Linked DNA regions of Ovis aries: region 2 is linked to region 1. The links are chromatin contacts, called in public Hi-C maps. All regions are on one chromosome and are shown on one strand. Each heading gives the region's core, a stretch centred on a gene start, on an enhancer-like site or on the middle of the called end of the contact. The rest is flanking DNA. Distances are from core to core; before and after follow the strand shown. Region 1 holds the start of C23H18orf32 (chromosome 23 C18orf32 homolog). Region 2 overlaps MYO5B (myosin VB).

The links. Hi-C and Micro-C count contacts between places; a contact is called where the count stands out from the background.
Region 2: a Hi-C map of liver shows a contact between it and region 1, with 3 times the contacts expected there. The contact joins the enhancer-like site here to the promoter of C23H18orf32 in region 1. A contact is called at or near these places in 3 of 16 Hi-C or Micro-C datasets (liver and tail adipose tissue).

What each region holds. Positions count from the first base shown.
Region 1 is chr23:49,467,189-49,474,331 of ARS-UI_Ramb_v3.0, forward strand. C23H18orf32 (chromosome 23 C18orf32 homolog) reads right to left here and starts at 2,223. Exons shown (of 6, transcript XM_060405272.1): 1 at 1,308-2,223; 2 at 1,177-1,217; 3 at 593-727; 4 at 1-341. LOC114110520 (small nucleolar RNA SNORD58) reads right to left here and starts at 1,106; the gene lies at 1,041-1,106. LOC114110519 (small nucleolar RNA SNORD58) reads right to left here and starts at 1,501; the gene lies at 1,436-1,501. It overlaps LOC114110521 (small nucleolar RNA SNORD58), which reads right to left and starts at 491; the gene lies at 426-491.
Region 2 is chr23:49,816,291-49,823,645 of ARS-UI_Ramb_v3.0, forward strand. The region is part of intron 29 of MYO5B (myosin VB); the gene reads right to left. Among named protein-coding and RNA genes, the nearest start is that of ACAA2, 41 kb to the left of the region's middle. Within about 2 kb of position 4,386, at least 7 of the 54 cell types and tissues checked have an H3K27ac peak or open chromatin away from gene starts, as enhancers often do. A contact at or near this core is called in liver, where this site is marked.

The DNA of each region.
Region 1 (7,143 bases), core at 973-3,472:
ATTCTAGAGTTTTAGGCTTGAAATTACTGCAGACCATGCTCCTGAATTGCTTTATTAAAAGAAACTTTTTTCCTGTTGGAAACTGAAAGTAGAGATTTAAAATAGTCCTTTTAATCGGAAATTTTGCTACTTTCATCAAGTCAAAGTAAAAACAAGTCAACCAAGAAAATAGATCCAGACAACAACTGTTACTGAGTCAACAACCCAAGCTGCGTGTGTAAAGATGCTTATAGTGTGGGTACCTTAAGTTCAGCATTACTCTCTGCATTTTTGAGCATGTGTAGTAAAAATTCAGCACTCTTTTTGGGCCATCGACCCTGAGTCCAGCCCCACTGTTTGGCCTAAAAAACAAAAGAGAGTTTATTAGTAACTTCCCTCTATTTAAATCAATGTTACTCGATGAATCTACTTCGACCAACATCAAGGTTGTTCAAAACATGCTTTTTTTCATGGTTAATCCAAAGGTGTCCCAAAGACTGTCATCACAGCAACCATAAGGAGCCTCAGTAAAGGGAAGACATTGGCCATTTTTACTTTATCTACTCCCTTCCCTAACAAACTGTCTTTTTAAATGACAACTAGGAACTCTTACCTGTGCACACCTGCCAACTCCACCGTTGTAGCGGCGGAACGGCACACACTGCTTCTTTAACGTGACGTCCTTCAGATACTTGGTGGCTTTTCGGATATGCATACCCTTTATGGCCTGGGCAGTTTCACGAGTGTTCTAAACATAAATAATGTAAGCTGTGAATTAGCTACCCTTTAAAAAAAATCAGATTTAAACAAATTCCAGTATTTCCAAAGTGTCAACCTTTATCAAGAGCCAAATCCTTTCCCTTCTTGAAACATATTACACAATCTGTTATGAGCCAGGGAGGCTTGCTTTGAAAGTGGAGAAATGTGAATCCTAAACCTGTTTATTCACTGTTAATATATTCTCCATTATCATCTTGATCTGTGCACTAGTTTCTCAAGCAGTTCTCTGGTAATTTTACCCAATTCCACAAATCCTAAGTCAAGGTGTTCATTAAAAGGTGGCTGCTCAGAAATGGATTTATTTTCATGGTGAATCCAAAGGTGTCCTAAGAAACACATCATCGCAGCTACCTTTTCAGAACGGTTAAAAAATACTCAAGGAACAACTCTTTCAGAGCATAACTATGATTCACATACCTTAAAGTGTACACGAAGATTTGAACCTCTTGATTTGCATGCTAAAAAATACCAGAAAAAAATTTTTTGGGTTAATCTTGGTATCTGGGTGCCTCATACTCCAAAATAAGAAAAGCTGCTTGCTCACTTACATTTTGTGGGGTTTTCTGGGTCAAGTGAATAGCGCACCATTTTTAGGAGTCACCTGGGAGCAAGAATAACTGTCAACATGTATTTACAGCAACTCACAGTTTAATATGTACTATAAACTCTGTCCACAGCTGCTCAGAGAGTAGTTGTTTTCATGATTAATCCAAAGGTGTCCTAAGAAATGCCATCATTGCAGCCATCCTCCTCTCAATCCAGTTTCATCTCAGCTACCACTAGATGCCTACAGCAGCGTTGACACTAAGACTAGTGACACAGACGCCCTTCCCCTAACCCTCTGAAAGAAAACACAGCCCGTTTCCATCCAAATCTGGATTCAAGTATCCGTGCGGAGCAGCCCAGCGCCCTGCTCAGCATCAGACCCTTCAGGTCAAAGTTAACGCGACCTAACGACACCCCTCTACAATAACCTCCTTTACTCACACAGATTCGCAACAAAGCCAAGCTTTCCACACACTTTCAGGGTATTATCCGCGTTAAGCGCAGTTCAACTCACGTTCAGCCACTGAGTAAACCTCGACCCAACTTGACCTTATTTCCCCCAAAAACTTTCTCTCCATTCGGCCCCAAATACGCAGCGTTCGCGGCCACCACTCACCGCGAGACACTGGCCCTCAGGAGTCGGCACCGACCACAGCCGGCCTCTAACCTCGTCACCCCCATTCTCGCCCACTGCGGCCTGTAGAGGCCCGACAGCGCAGGGGCGCCGAGCCGGGGGCTCCGACGCGTCCCCCCGCACAGAACTGCTCCACCAAGGAGGAATCAGTAGGCGCGAGAATCCTTCTTCTGAGGGTCTCGAAATTGGCGCCGAGAATGCCAGGATGGCAGGGATTACCGGAGGATTCATCCCTAGAGAAAGATGCCGAAGACACACTCACCTCAGGCCGCTTACCGGAAAAGGAAGAGCGGTGGCTCATGGGAGAATTCATGAGACCTCGACATCTCGCGAGAGTCCCAGCCAAAAGAAACGAGATTTGTAGACTTGGGGGAAGGCGGAGGAGAAAGGGAATGTGGAAAATGTTTGAGAAGATCTGAAAACGAATCAGAGGCTTAGGGACCGTGTCAAAATTCTCCTTTTTTTATACAGAAATAAAGTTATGTATTTTAAATATCTGTCAATTAAAAACAGGTTTGTACAGAAATAGAGTCACAGACTTAGAGAACGAACTTATAGTTACCAAGGGGGAAGTGTAGGCGGGGAGGGATAGTTAGGGAGTTTGGGATTGACATGTACACACTGCTCTATTTAAAATGTGTAACCAGCAAGGACCTACTGTATAGCACAAGGAACTTTGCTCAGTATAATGTAACAACCTAACTGGGAAAGACTTTTGAAAAAAAAAATACATATGTAGAAGTATAACTGAATCATTTCGCTGTACATCTGAAATTAACATAACATACTTAATCAAGGATAAGTGAAGTTGCTCAGTCGGGTCGGACTCATTGCGACCCCATAGACTGTAGCTTACCAGGCTCCTCCGTCCATGGGATTTTCCAGGCAATTATACTAGAATGGGTTGCCATTTCCTTCTCCAGGAGATCTTCCCAACCCAGGGACTGAACCCTGGTCTCCCTCATTGTAGGCAGACTCTTTACAGTCTGAGCCACCAGGGAAGTGAAATGAGGTAATCAAGGATACTCCAATATAAAAACAAAGCGAAACAAGTTTGTAGTTCTAGGACAATACTACATATTATTTAGGTATAGATGAGACATTTATTCATCAAGATTCATTAGGTTTGGTTATGTGATTATAGGAAAATTATTTGTAAAGGTTCAATTCTCTGTTGTTGTTGTTTAGTCACTAAATCATATTTGACTCTTTGCAACACCATGGAATGTAGCCCACCAGACTCCTCTGTTCATCGGATTTCCCAGGCAAGAATACTGGGGTGGGTTGCCATCCCCTTCTCCAGCAGATCTTTGTGACCCAGTGATTAAACCCTCATCACCTGTGTTGGCAGAAAGTTCTTTACCACTGACCACCAGGGAAGCCCAAAAGGAAAAATTAGGGAGATCCAAAGGATGGGATGCAATTATGTTAATCATAAATTCTCAGTTTTAGAATATCACACAATCAATTGTAAAGCAGCCCATATAAAGTATGTACTAACTGAAGCGTCTCGTTCAAGATTGCCGTCTGGTTTCCCCACTGCAACTTGTAGACCTTCATGTGGCAAAAGATTTATTTTCCTGGAAAATAAAAATGCCAAGGTGCATTTTCTCACCCACGTCATCTTACTGGTTATTCACTTAGGGTCACTGGTGGCGTTAGCACTTCGCTTTGTGTCTTCCTTTTATAGCCTCAGTGACTTTTCTGTAAAATTTAAGTGAACTCTTTAAATTGTATTTGAGATACATATTTTCCTCCAATCTGTTTAGTTAAACAGTGAGGTTAGAACTTCTATCTGAAATTTAGCATGTTTCTCCACTGTGAATGTAGGCAACAAACCACACAGCAATCATATTGGTTCCTATGTAACAGTATTTTATTATTTGTATTTAAAAAATACAGGAGTTCCCTGGTGGCTCAGAAGGTGAAGAATCTGCCTGCAATGTGGGAGACCTGGGTTCAATCCCTGGATTGGGAAGATCCCCTGGAAGAAGACATGGCAACCCATTCCAGTGTTCTTGCCTGGAGAATCCCCATGGACAGAGGAGTCTGGAGGGCTACAGTCCATGGGGTTGCAAAGAGTCGGACATGCACACAAAAATATCCTGTGAAGGGGTTCACAAACCATAGTATAAAAAAGGTCCATGGCACAAGTTTACAAACCCTTGGGAAAATACTCAAGGGAAAACAGGCTTTCTTTTGCATGTACTGGGAAAAGTATATTTTAATTTTACTATATTTATTTCTAAGAAATCTTAATTATTAAAGCAATTGCATACTGCAAATAGGGGTCATCCTTAGCAATCAGTTGATTTGTTCACTTAGCCATTCAATGAATATTGATCGAACATTTATATGCCTGCCATTGTGCTGGATGTTATGCTCTAACAAATACTAGGAGAGCCTCGGCTGCCAAGGAACCCACAGTCTTGGAATAAGGGTAGAGACAGAGAGGTAACTAGGAGGTGAACAGCCAGTTAGAATACAGTGTGAAATTGCTAAAGTAGGGTGAACATGTAGAGTAGGAAAGCCTCTCCCGAGCGGACGACATGGCAACTGCACCATGAATGACCAGAAGGAACTAGCTGGTCATGGCAATACAGTAAGAGAGAAACAATTATTATTGCCAGCAAGAAATTCTGCTATGGGAACTGCAAGGGCTTGGATTCCTTTTGGTTGTGGGTGGGGAGAGGTAAGGGCGAGTGGCAAACCTGATCTGGCGGGACCCTATTTATCTGTCAAGGAGTTTTTAATTTAACTTAAAGTCAACGGGCTTCTCTTGTGGCTCATCTGGTAAAGAATCGACCTGCAGTGTAGAAGCCCTGGGTTTGCTCTTTGAGTTGGGAAGATCCCCTGGAGAAGGGAAAGGCTACCCACTCCAGTATTCTGGCCTGGAGAATTCCATGGACTGTCTAGTCCATGGGATCGCAGAGTCAGACATGACTGAGCAACTTTCATCTTCAAGGTCAATGAGGGACTTCTGAAAGTGTTTAAACCTTTGGGGATGGGCATGGGAGAGGTGACCTGACCAGATTAACTTTTGAAAAGATCACTCTATAGAAAGAAATTTGGGATGCCTCAGGGGCAAGGCCAGAGGCTGGTAAAAGATGGGAGTGGCTTGAACTGATGAGGTTCAGTTTAATTTTTTTGGCAAAGAGAATGGAGAGTGGTAGATGAATTCAAGAAATTTTGGTAAAAGTCACATGATTTTGTAGTTGAAGCTGTAAAAGTTGGTACCTTCATTAGCCTGCCTAACTGTGCTGCCAGCCCATAGCTGAACCTGTAACAGTCTTCCACTTCTCTCAATACAGGCATACCTCTGAGATATTGTGGGTTCAGTTTCACAGCACTGTGATTAAGCAAGTCACATGGATTTTTTTGGTTTCCCAGTGCATTTAAAAGTTGCATCTTTCCTGGTGGTACAATGGACAAAAATCTGCCTGCCAATGCAGGGGACACAGGTTCAATCCCTGGTCTGGGAAGATTCCAGAGGGCACAGAGCAGCTGAGCCCAGGTGCCACAGCTACTGAAGCCTGTACACTCTATGGCCTGCAAGCCACAATTAATGAGCCCCTGTATTCCAACTACTGAAGCACACAAGCCTAGAGTTGGTGCTCCACAACAAGAGAAGCCACTGCAATAAGCCTGTGTACTGCAACTAGAGAAAGGCTGTGTGCAGCAATGAAGACCTAGCATCACCAAAAATAAATAAAGCAGTGTGTACATGTTAAAAAAAAAAGAAGAAATAAAAAAATTTACGTCATTGAGAATTCTCTGGCAGCCCAGTGGTTAGGACTCCTATCTTCTACTGCTGGGGGCCTGGGTTCCATCCCTGGTGAGAGAACTATTATCCCACAAGCTGAATGGCTTAGCCAAAAAAGAAAAACAAAAAGTTACTTCTACATGAAATCGTAGTCTATTAAATGCAATAAATAACATTGCAAAGATTCCGTAGATAGAGCTCAGCAAAGAGTAGGACAAGGCTTAGCAACTAACACTTTCACTTTAAGGAAAGCAATGAAAAACCTAGACACTGTACGAAAAAGCAGAGACATCACTTTGTCAACAAAGGTCCATTTTGGTTTTTCCAGTAGCCATGTACCAGTGTGAGAGTGAACCGTAAAGAAGGCTGAATGGTGAAGAATTGATGCTGCTGAACTGTGGTGCTGAAGAAGACTCTTGAGAGTCCCTTGGACTGCAAGGAAATCAAACCAGTCAATTCTAAAGGAAATCAATCCTGAATATTCATTGGAAAGACTAATGCTGAAGCTGAAGCTCCAATACTTTGGCCACCTGATGGAAAGAGCTGACTCATTAGAAGAGACCCTGATGCTGGGAAAGATTGAGGGCAGGAGGAGAAGGGGACGACAGAGGATGAGATGGTTGGATGGCATTGTCAATTCCATGAGCATGAGTTTGAGCAAGCTCCGGGAGATGGTGAAGGACAGGAAAGCCTGGCATGCTGCAGTCCATAGGGTTGCAAAGAGTTGGACTCGACTAAGCGACTGAACAACAGCAACACCTCGGCTCACTATGGCTAGCCTGTGCTTCTCCATCCTGCCTCTGGACCATCCAGCTCTCCTTTTTTTGGAGGGGGGCTGTGCCAGGTCTTATTTGTGGCATGAAGGACCTTTCATTACAGCATTTGGGGGGTCTAGTTCCCTGACCAGGGATCAAACCCAGGCCTCCTGCCTTGGGAGCGTGGAGTCTTAGCCACTGGACTGCCAGGGAAGTTCCAAGGACCGTCCAGCTCTTGACTGGCTGCCAAGCTTCCCTCCAGCTGTTACAATGTTCTCTGTGCCCAGGTCACAGTCTCCCTTTCTCAGCCCACTGCTGCTGCATTCATCAAGGTGACCCTAGTGAAAGCAATGTCAAGGACGACTCCTCTTGCTCTGACACTAGGTGGAATGGTAAGGCCAGAAAGCTCAGATTAGAGTCTGGAAAATTCTGCAAAATACCAGAAAAGCTGTAGCAGATGAGGTAATATGAGTTTGGTAAGGGTGAAGAAGGTGGGAGTGAAACTGAGTGGAGGCCTGTGGGACTCCCAGGTTCGGAGACCTTTCTGTCCCCCATTTCTTATGGGCAAGACTCCAGCCTCCATGACCTTCCCTGAGTTCCAAAGGGTGGATCCCAACTGTTGCTATTCAAGAAGCAGCAGCTAGGAGACCACTTGAGGCAAGATTAAAGAGATCAGAGAAGTTCAC
Region 2 (7,355 bases), core at 3,136-5,635, 350 kb after region 1:
CACGGGGGATGGACACGGGGCGGGGGCGGGAAGCGTGGCCGTGGGGCTGGGCAGGCAAGCAGACCAGCCTTCCTCTTGCAGGACAGGGAATCAAGGTCCAACACAGCACCCCTGACCGCAGGCCTTTCTCGCCACCACTCTCATCCCCTCATCCTTCACTCTTGAGCACAGTCTGCTGGTCTGGGGTTGAGAGACTGTCTCCATGTCAAGCGATCAGCAGAAATACATTTCTTAGAGCATCTTTCCAATAAAAGCGTCAATATCTGCCCCGAAGTTCACAAGAATCTCCTCGCTAAGACCAAACTCTGGTAGACGGAACTAACTGTATTACTTGCATATCTCCCCTTTAGAAGGTTCTCTGCAAGTTTGAGAAAGGCAAAGTATTAGATCTCTTTTTATTTTTATTTTTTTAATTCTTTTTATTTACCTAACCATTATGACCACCCACCCGCCCCGCCCACTTCATCTCTGGCCTTTTATACACATTTTTCCACAGTCCAAACAGAAGCTAAGACTAGTTGCAAACGATCAGGGGGAGGTTTAAGATCCACCGCTGTCATGACAAGTGGCAGAAACACCTAGAGAAGATCCGGGGAAGGTGCGGGAGAAGTTCTGGGAGACAGTTGGGACAATTCTGGGAGACCCCCCATTTCATCTGCAAGGTCAGGAATTAAGGAAGGCTCTGAAGCAGCGTCCTCATTAAGAGGTTAATTACTGATTTTGTGACTATGGTGCTATCTTCCCAGGCTTAACAATTTAAAGAAACTTTCATCAAACGCCTCCCAACTGGGGCCATCCTCTTCCTGAGATGCAGATAAAGATGATGACTGGAAGTACCATATGATTCTGCTATTTCTGCGGTCAGTCTGGGAAGTGCTAACGGCCCCAAGGGGGTAGGGAGCGAGAGAAAGGGGAACGTCTCCACTGTAAAGTCCCAGGTGGACAGAGCCGCATGTCTGGTCAGCTCCACAGCAGCATCAGGGGCAATGCTAGGCTCTGGGGGCCAGCTCAGCAAAGTGACACAAACGAACAAAGGGATGACGGAGGGACGACCGAGTCACTCACTCATCACCAAAGGAAAGCAATAATGAGGGTTTTGTGGAAAATAATTTGGCAATTAAGCCAGCACTTTTAGGGGGACACACAATATTTAGATAACATCCCATCTTGGCTTACGATAAACTGAAAGTAATCACCAGCAAGCTTAATGAGAGAAATAGACTAGAATGCTCGGGTTCTAGGAACTCTACCCAAACGATCAGTTCCCACTTTGTACTGTGAGTGAGCTTACTGCCAGGGTTCTGTGCAAGGCCTGAGAACCTCTGCCCCAGCCCCAGGCTGGCCACCTCATCTGGCAGGTGAGACCACTAAACCCAAGACAGGTCTGAGGCCATGTCCCAGGGCAGGTTGGGCAGGTGTCCTGATGCATCATCGGGCTGTGCCTTCTTCACTTGATTAATAAATTCATTACATATCAAAGCACATCCAATTTCCGTTCCCAAACCAAAATAAAGCAAACATCTAGATGGGGCAGGAATTTGATCTTACTCCAAAATAGCTGTTATAATACAAGCAGCAGCTAGTATTTATCCCGTGCTTCCTCCACGCCAGGTGTGTGTACAGAGTGCGTCCCCTGCATCTATTCCTGACAACAACCTGAGAAGGAAGGTCTGATTCTGATCCACATTCTACCAGTGAGAAAATGGAGCCAGATGTCACGTGGCTCACAGGTGGGGCCAAGTTCGAACCCATAGCCAGGAGACACACGGCTGCGAGAGCCAGCCGACCTGAACTTTCTTTTGCCAATAAGAGAGGCTCTTGGTGCTGCTCCAGGACCTTGGAGATGTCCTTGGCAGGCAGAACTCGGAAGACGGCGCTCGAGGCCCTAGGTTCCTGGCCCAGCTCTGCCAGCATCAGGCCGAGGGTGCCAGCATGGCCCTCACCCCACCTCGCTGAGCCTGTTTTCTCTTCTGGGAAACAAGCCTGAGGACCTCCGCCCCCTCTGCTGTTGGCAGTCTCAGGTGTGTGACGCTGTGCCAAAGCCCTGAGCAGCCATGTGCTGGCCGCAGAAGCGGGACATGACGGGCGGGCTGTGCTACTGTTGGTGCTCTGTTGCTGAGTCATGTCTGCCTCTTTGTGAACTGGTGCCCTGCAGCACCTTCTGTCCTCCCTGTCCCTCACCATTTCCTGGAATTTGCCCAAATTCATGTCCATTGAATCGGTGATGCCATCCAACCATCTCATCCTCTGTCACCCCCTTCTCCTCCTGCCTTCAGTCTTTCCCAGAATCAGGGTCTCTTCCAATGAGTTGGCTTTTCACATCAGCTCAGTTCAGTCACTCAGTCATGTCTGACTCTTTGCGACCCCATGGACTGCAGCGTGCCAGGCCTCCCTGTCCATCACCAACTCCTGAAGCTTGCTCAAACTCACGTTCATCGAGTCAGTGATACCATTCAACCATCTCATCCTCTGTCATCCCCTTCTCCTCCCGCCTTCAATTTTTCCCTGCATCAGGGTCTTTTCCAATGAGTCAGCTGTTCACGTCAGGTGGCCAAAACATTGGAGCTTCAGCATCAGGCCTTCCAATGGCTATTCAGGACTGATTTCCTATAGGATTGACTGGTTTGATCTCCTTGCTGTCCAAGGGACTCTCAAGAGTCTTCTCCAACACCACACTTCAAAAGCATCAATTCTTCAGCGCTCAGCTTTCTTTATAGTCCAACTCTCACATCCATACACAACTACTGGAAAAACCATAGGTTTGACTAACACAGACCTTTGTTGGCAAAGTGATGTCTTTGCTTATTTAATTACACTGTCTAGGTTTGTCTAATCTGTGCTAGACTGCTTAGGGCTGATGGCCAAAGGGCTGGATTCAGACTCTGGTAGCAAATGGAACCAGGTCCACATTCCGGATCTTCCTTGTAGGCAGCAAGTTCCTCACTCCCTGCAAGCCCCAGGGTCCTCACCCCACAGGCATGAGGTCAGACCCGCTGACACCGCAGCACACTGGGGCCGGGCCACTCAGCCCTAGTGAGCTCCAAGCAGTTACCACCATGGGGACCATCACGTGTGCTGGAGGGCAGGCTGCCCGGAGCTGGGCCAGCAGCACAGATGTAGCCGGGGCTCTAGGCTGATCTGCACGCAGGATGGTCAAAATGGAGCATGGAAGCAGCACAGACTCAGGAGTCCCAGAATTAAATTTCCACCATTCTAGAGACCTGAGAGCCTGCTAAGCAGGTTAACTAACCCTCTCTGTTCCTTCACCCACAGAGTGAGGGAGCTGGACCGGGTGGTTTTCAAGGTTCCGGTAAGCCATTAAGAGCTATTGTCTGTGAGGTAAACAAGCAGCCTCCACACAATGTGACAGACAGCGATGCAAGGGGCTTCCCTCCGACACTCCTCCCTGCCCTGCCCCGCTCCAGTGAACTGTACCCTTGCATCCCCTCCAGCTGAAAAATAATCAAGCATAGACATGGCAGGCAGAATAGCAGACACAGGAAGAAAGACACACGTTTGACCTGGCAACTTGCTTTAGGCCTTGGTAGGCCAAGCCGAGCTCTCCATCTTCATTCAAGTAGCCCCAATCCTCAGTCTTGCTAGAAATAAAGGACAGAAAAACAGGGCATCCAGTGTAGACGGGGAAGAGAGAGAGAGGGCAGTAGAGGGCCGGGGAAAGGGAAACAAGGGCAGCCAGGCTTGGAAAGGCAGGAGGGAAGGTTCCAGAATGCCCAGTCCCCCTCCTACCCCTCACATCACCAGCATCTGGGCTCCTGCAAACACCATCTCCCTCCAGCCTCCCAGCTTCCGGTCACTGTGCTGAGAGTGGGCTCCCGCGCCCTCCCGTGAGGCCTCTGATTGCTCCAGGCCGGAAGACCCACTGCTGAAGGCAGAGTAAGAGGGTGGACCTGTTCCGAAGGCTCTGTGAACTGCAGCAGCACAGGCTGGGTGGAGGCATTCACAGGGGCTCCCTCATCGCCCCTCCCTTTACCAGAATGACCAGGAAAAGCAAGTTCGAGTCGGGGAGGCCAGGCAACAGGGCAGGGAGGAGAGGACCCACGCGGGGTGGACGGTGCAGGCGATGAGCGTGGGCTGACTATGCGGGGCGGGGGTGGTGGCCTCCCGGGTGTCAGATCCACGGAGCCACAGGGCCACAGCCATGGGGACCCCGGCTCCACAAGGACTGGGGAGGAGACGACCTATCCTGCCTGTGTGTCAGCGTGCGTCCCCTTCCTGTCACTTCTCAAGGGCACGAAAGTATTAACTCATCTCAACTCCTGTCCTCCCTGCAGTCTGGCATCAAGAAACCGCTAACAGCAACTTTGCGACCGGCATCGTGAGTAGTGAACTTTCTCCCCTTGACCTTGGGACTGGACTGCATTGCTCCAGTTTACTCAGCTGGAAAAGCAGGAGGGCAATGTTTCTGACTTTCTAGTTCTTTGTCTTCTCTGTGTGCCCTGTGTTTTCTCAATGCCGGCCAGGCAGCTCCAAGAAGGGAGGCACATGTCACAGACTCCCCCAGCATGGACTCCCCAGCCCTGCCCAGCCCAGGGCATGCACGAGACCCTCAAACACCCGCAGGACTGGGTGGCGGGCAGCAGGCAGAGCCCTGGCAGGAAGCAGGAAGCAGGAGCTGTGTCCACTCTGCTTGCGGTCAAGACCAGCAACCTAACTCTCAGGAGATGACAGTCGTTCCCAGAGCATTTCTGGCCATGGTCAGCCGCCAGATGCCCCGTCGGTCAGGATGTGTGTGAAGTCTGGGGTGTGCAGCTACCTGTCACATCTCCCCCGCACCCCCCAGCTCCTCCTCATGAGGAAGGGCCTAGCTGCAGCAGGGCTTGCGTGGGCCACCTCCCGGGCATAGCTGGTCACACCCAGCACAGGCCCAACTCTGCAGTGTCCGGAACGAGCTGAGGGAGCACTAATGATGGGCAGGCTCTGTGGCCTCTGCTTCCTGCCCATGCTTGCCTCCCACCAGCTGGGTGTGTGCCCTGGAACCTCCCCGATTCAGGGCCCAGCCCTTTCCCCGGGCCTGGCTTCCCCAGATCGTGCCAGCTCCCCGCCCCCTCCCCAGCTGACACGTGTGTCTCACTCCCCATGCACATCCACACGTGGCCTGGGCTGTGTGAGGGGGGCCAGTAAACAGCGTAGGCCTTCCCCTTCTCGGGTGTTAACCCTTAATACTGAACATGGGCCTTTTGGTGGCTGCTGTGTTAGTGGCTTTAACCCAGAGGGCAGGTCACTGGCAGGAACTCCAGGCACAGTGACGGCCGGCGTGGGGTCGGGCCCAGAGGTGGGCCCAGGGTTTGTTTCTGAAGGGGCCCCTGGAGATCCCTGACTATCTCATCTCCACACGGGCGGACACAACAAGGGGGAGGCTACCTGCCTGACACTGATACCCAGGCTAGAACCCAAGGTCTCCTGGCCTTGCTCTCAGGTCCTTTCCTGGCTGGGTCCTGCAGACCCTGAGGAGGGGCTGCCAGGCCTCAGAGGGTCCCTTCACCCCTGCAGCTCCCAGGAGACCCCCTCTCGAGGGGAGCACATGTGCTGCTGATCCCTGCGGTGAGGAAGGTTGCATCCCTCGTTCTTATAACATGCCAGGCATGGGGCAGAAAGACTGGAGTAGAGAACCATGCAGCCCAGTCATCCCACTGAGCTCCGGAAGTCAGACACATGAGTAAATGAAGAACCTCTCAACCAGCTCCAGAAAAGGCAATGGCACCCCACTCCAGTATCCTTGCCTGGAAAATCCCATGGACGGAGGAGCCTGGTAGGCTGCAGTCCATGAGGTCGCTAAGAGTCGGACACGACTGAGGGACTTCACTTTCACTTTTCACTTTCATGCACTGGAGAAGGAAATGGCAACCCACTCCAGTGTTCTTGCCTGGAGAATCCCAGGGACGGGGGAGCCTGGTAGGCTGCTGTCTATGGGGTCGCACAGAGTCGGACACGACTGAAGTGACTTAGCAGCAGCAGCAGCAACCAGCTACAGGCCTATTTTTTGTTTCCCATGAAGGGGTCTCCCTCCCCTCCTTCCACACCACTGGGCAGGGACGGGTGACGAGCTGGGGAGAGAAGGCCACCTGGTGGCTTAAGAAGGAAAACCCCAAACAAGCTCACAAGAATTGACTTCTTAAATGTTATAAGTCCTTGATGTCACTTAATATCAACCTATGTATTCCTGATGCTGGGCAAGATTGAAGGCGGGAGGAGAAGTGGACGACAGAGGATGAGATGGTTGGATGGCATCACCAACACAATGGACATGAGTTTGAGTAAGCTCTGGGAGTTGGTGATGGACAGGGAGGCCTGGCGTGCTGCAGTCCACAGGGTCGCAAAGAGTCGGACACGATTGAGCGACTGAACTGAACTGATATTCATATGTCTCACTGTGCTGAGCCTTGTTCCCAAAGAGGCCACACACACACACACGAGTAAGAGGCAGGCAGAGTGCCCGAACACGGGAGGTGGCAAGACATGGCAGCCACTCCCCTTGGCTAACAAGCTCCTACCTGGGCTAACCACCCACACGCCCGAGCCTGTTTCTTCAGGTGTAAAGTGAAAGTGCTCAGCTGAGTTATCTGGGAAGTTTCTTCTAGATCTATAATTACACAACCTAAAACCGTAAAGTCGTGCACCAGGAAAGGCCTGGGATAATATGACTTTGCCTCTGTGGAGACTGTGGGAACCAGGACCTGACCACCAGCCCTTGGTCCAGTGTAAGAGCCTGCTGTCCTATGAACAGAACAGGTGTGGTTCCTGCCAGCTCCGAGACAGTCGGTGTCCCAATTCTACAAAGACTGCTTTGTGCTCCGTCTTTAGTTCCCACCCAGACCTTCTACCCCACTGCCCAGGAGATTCTGGGACCTCTGAGAAATGGGAGATGGCTCCCCAACACCAGAAGTGAGAGGGATGTTGAGACCGCAGACAGGCCTGGCCATGCAGCAGCGAACTCCTTGTGGACAGGTATTGTTTGCCGTGGAATCATAGCAAACTGTGCTGGTGGCTGAGGGCCGAGAGCATTTGGGGAACATCAGGGAAAACGCTGAGAGCTTCCAGCCAGGAGCAGCCGAGCTGGGTCTGTGAGCATAATCAAGTTCCCCTTCTGCCCAACAGGAGAGCTTGCAGCTGCTGGGGCTCCAGGCCAAAGGAACCCTAACTCCAAGGCCCCACCCCGCCCCAAGGCGGCTGCACAAACCCCTCCCTGGTGGGACAAGGTCTCCACTCTCCTGCACAGACCCCTTAGTGGGTGACAACTCCCCCCTACCCCTCAGCTGCCCAAGCCCAGGTGGCAATGGCAAAGCTGCTCTCATGCCCAGGGCTCCAGTCATTTCTCAGCACCTGCTGGGTGGAGG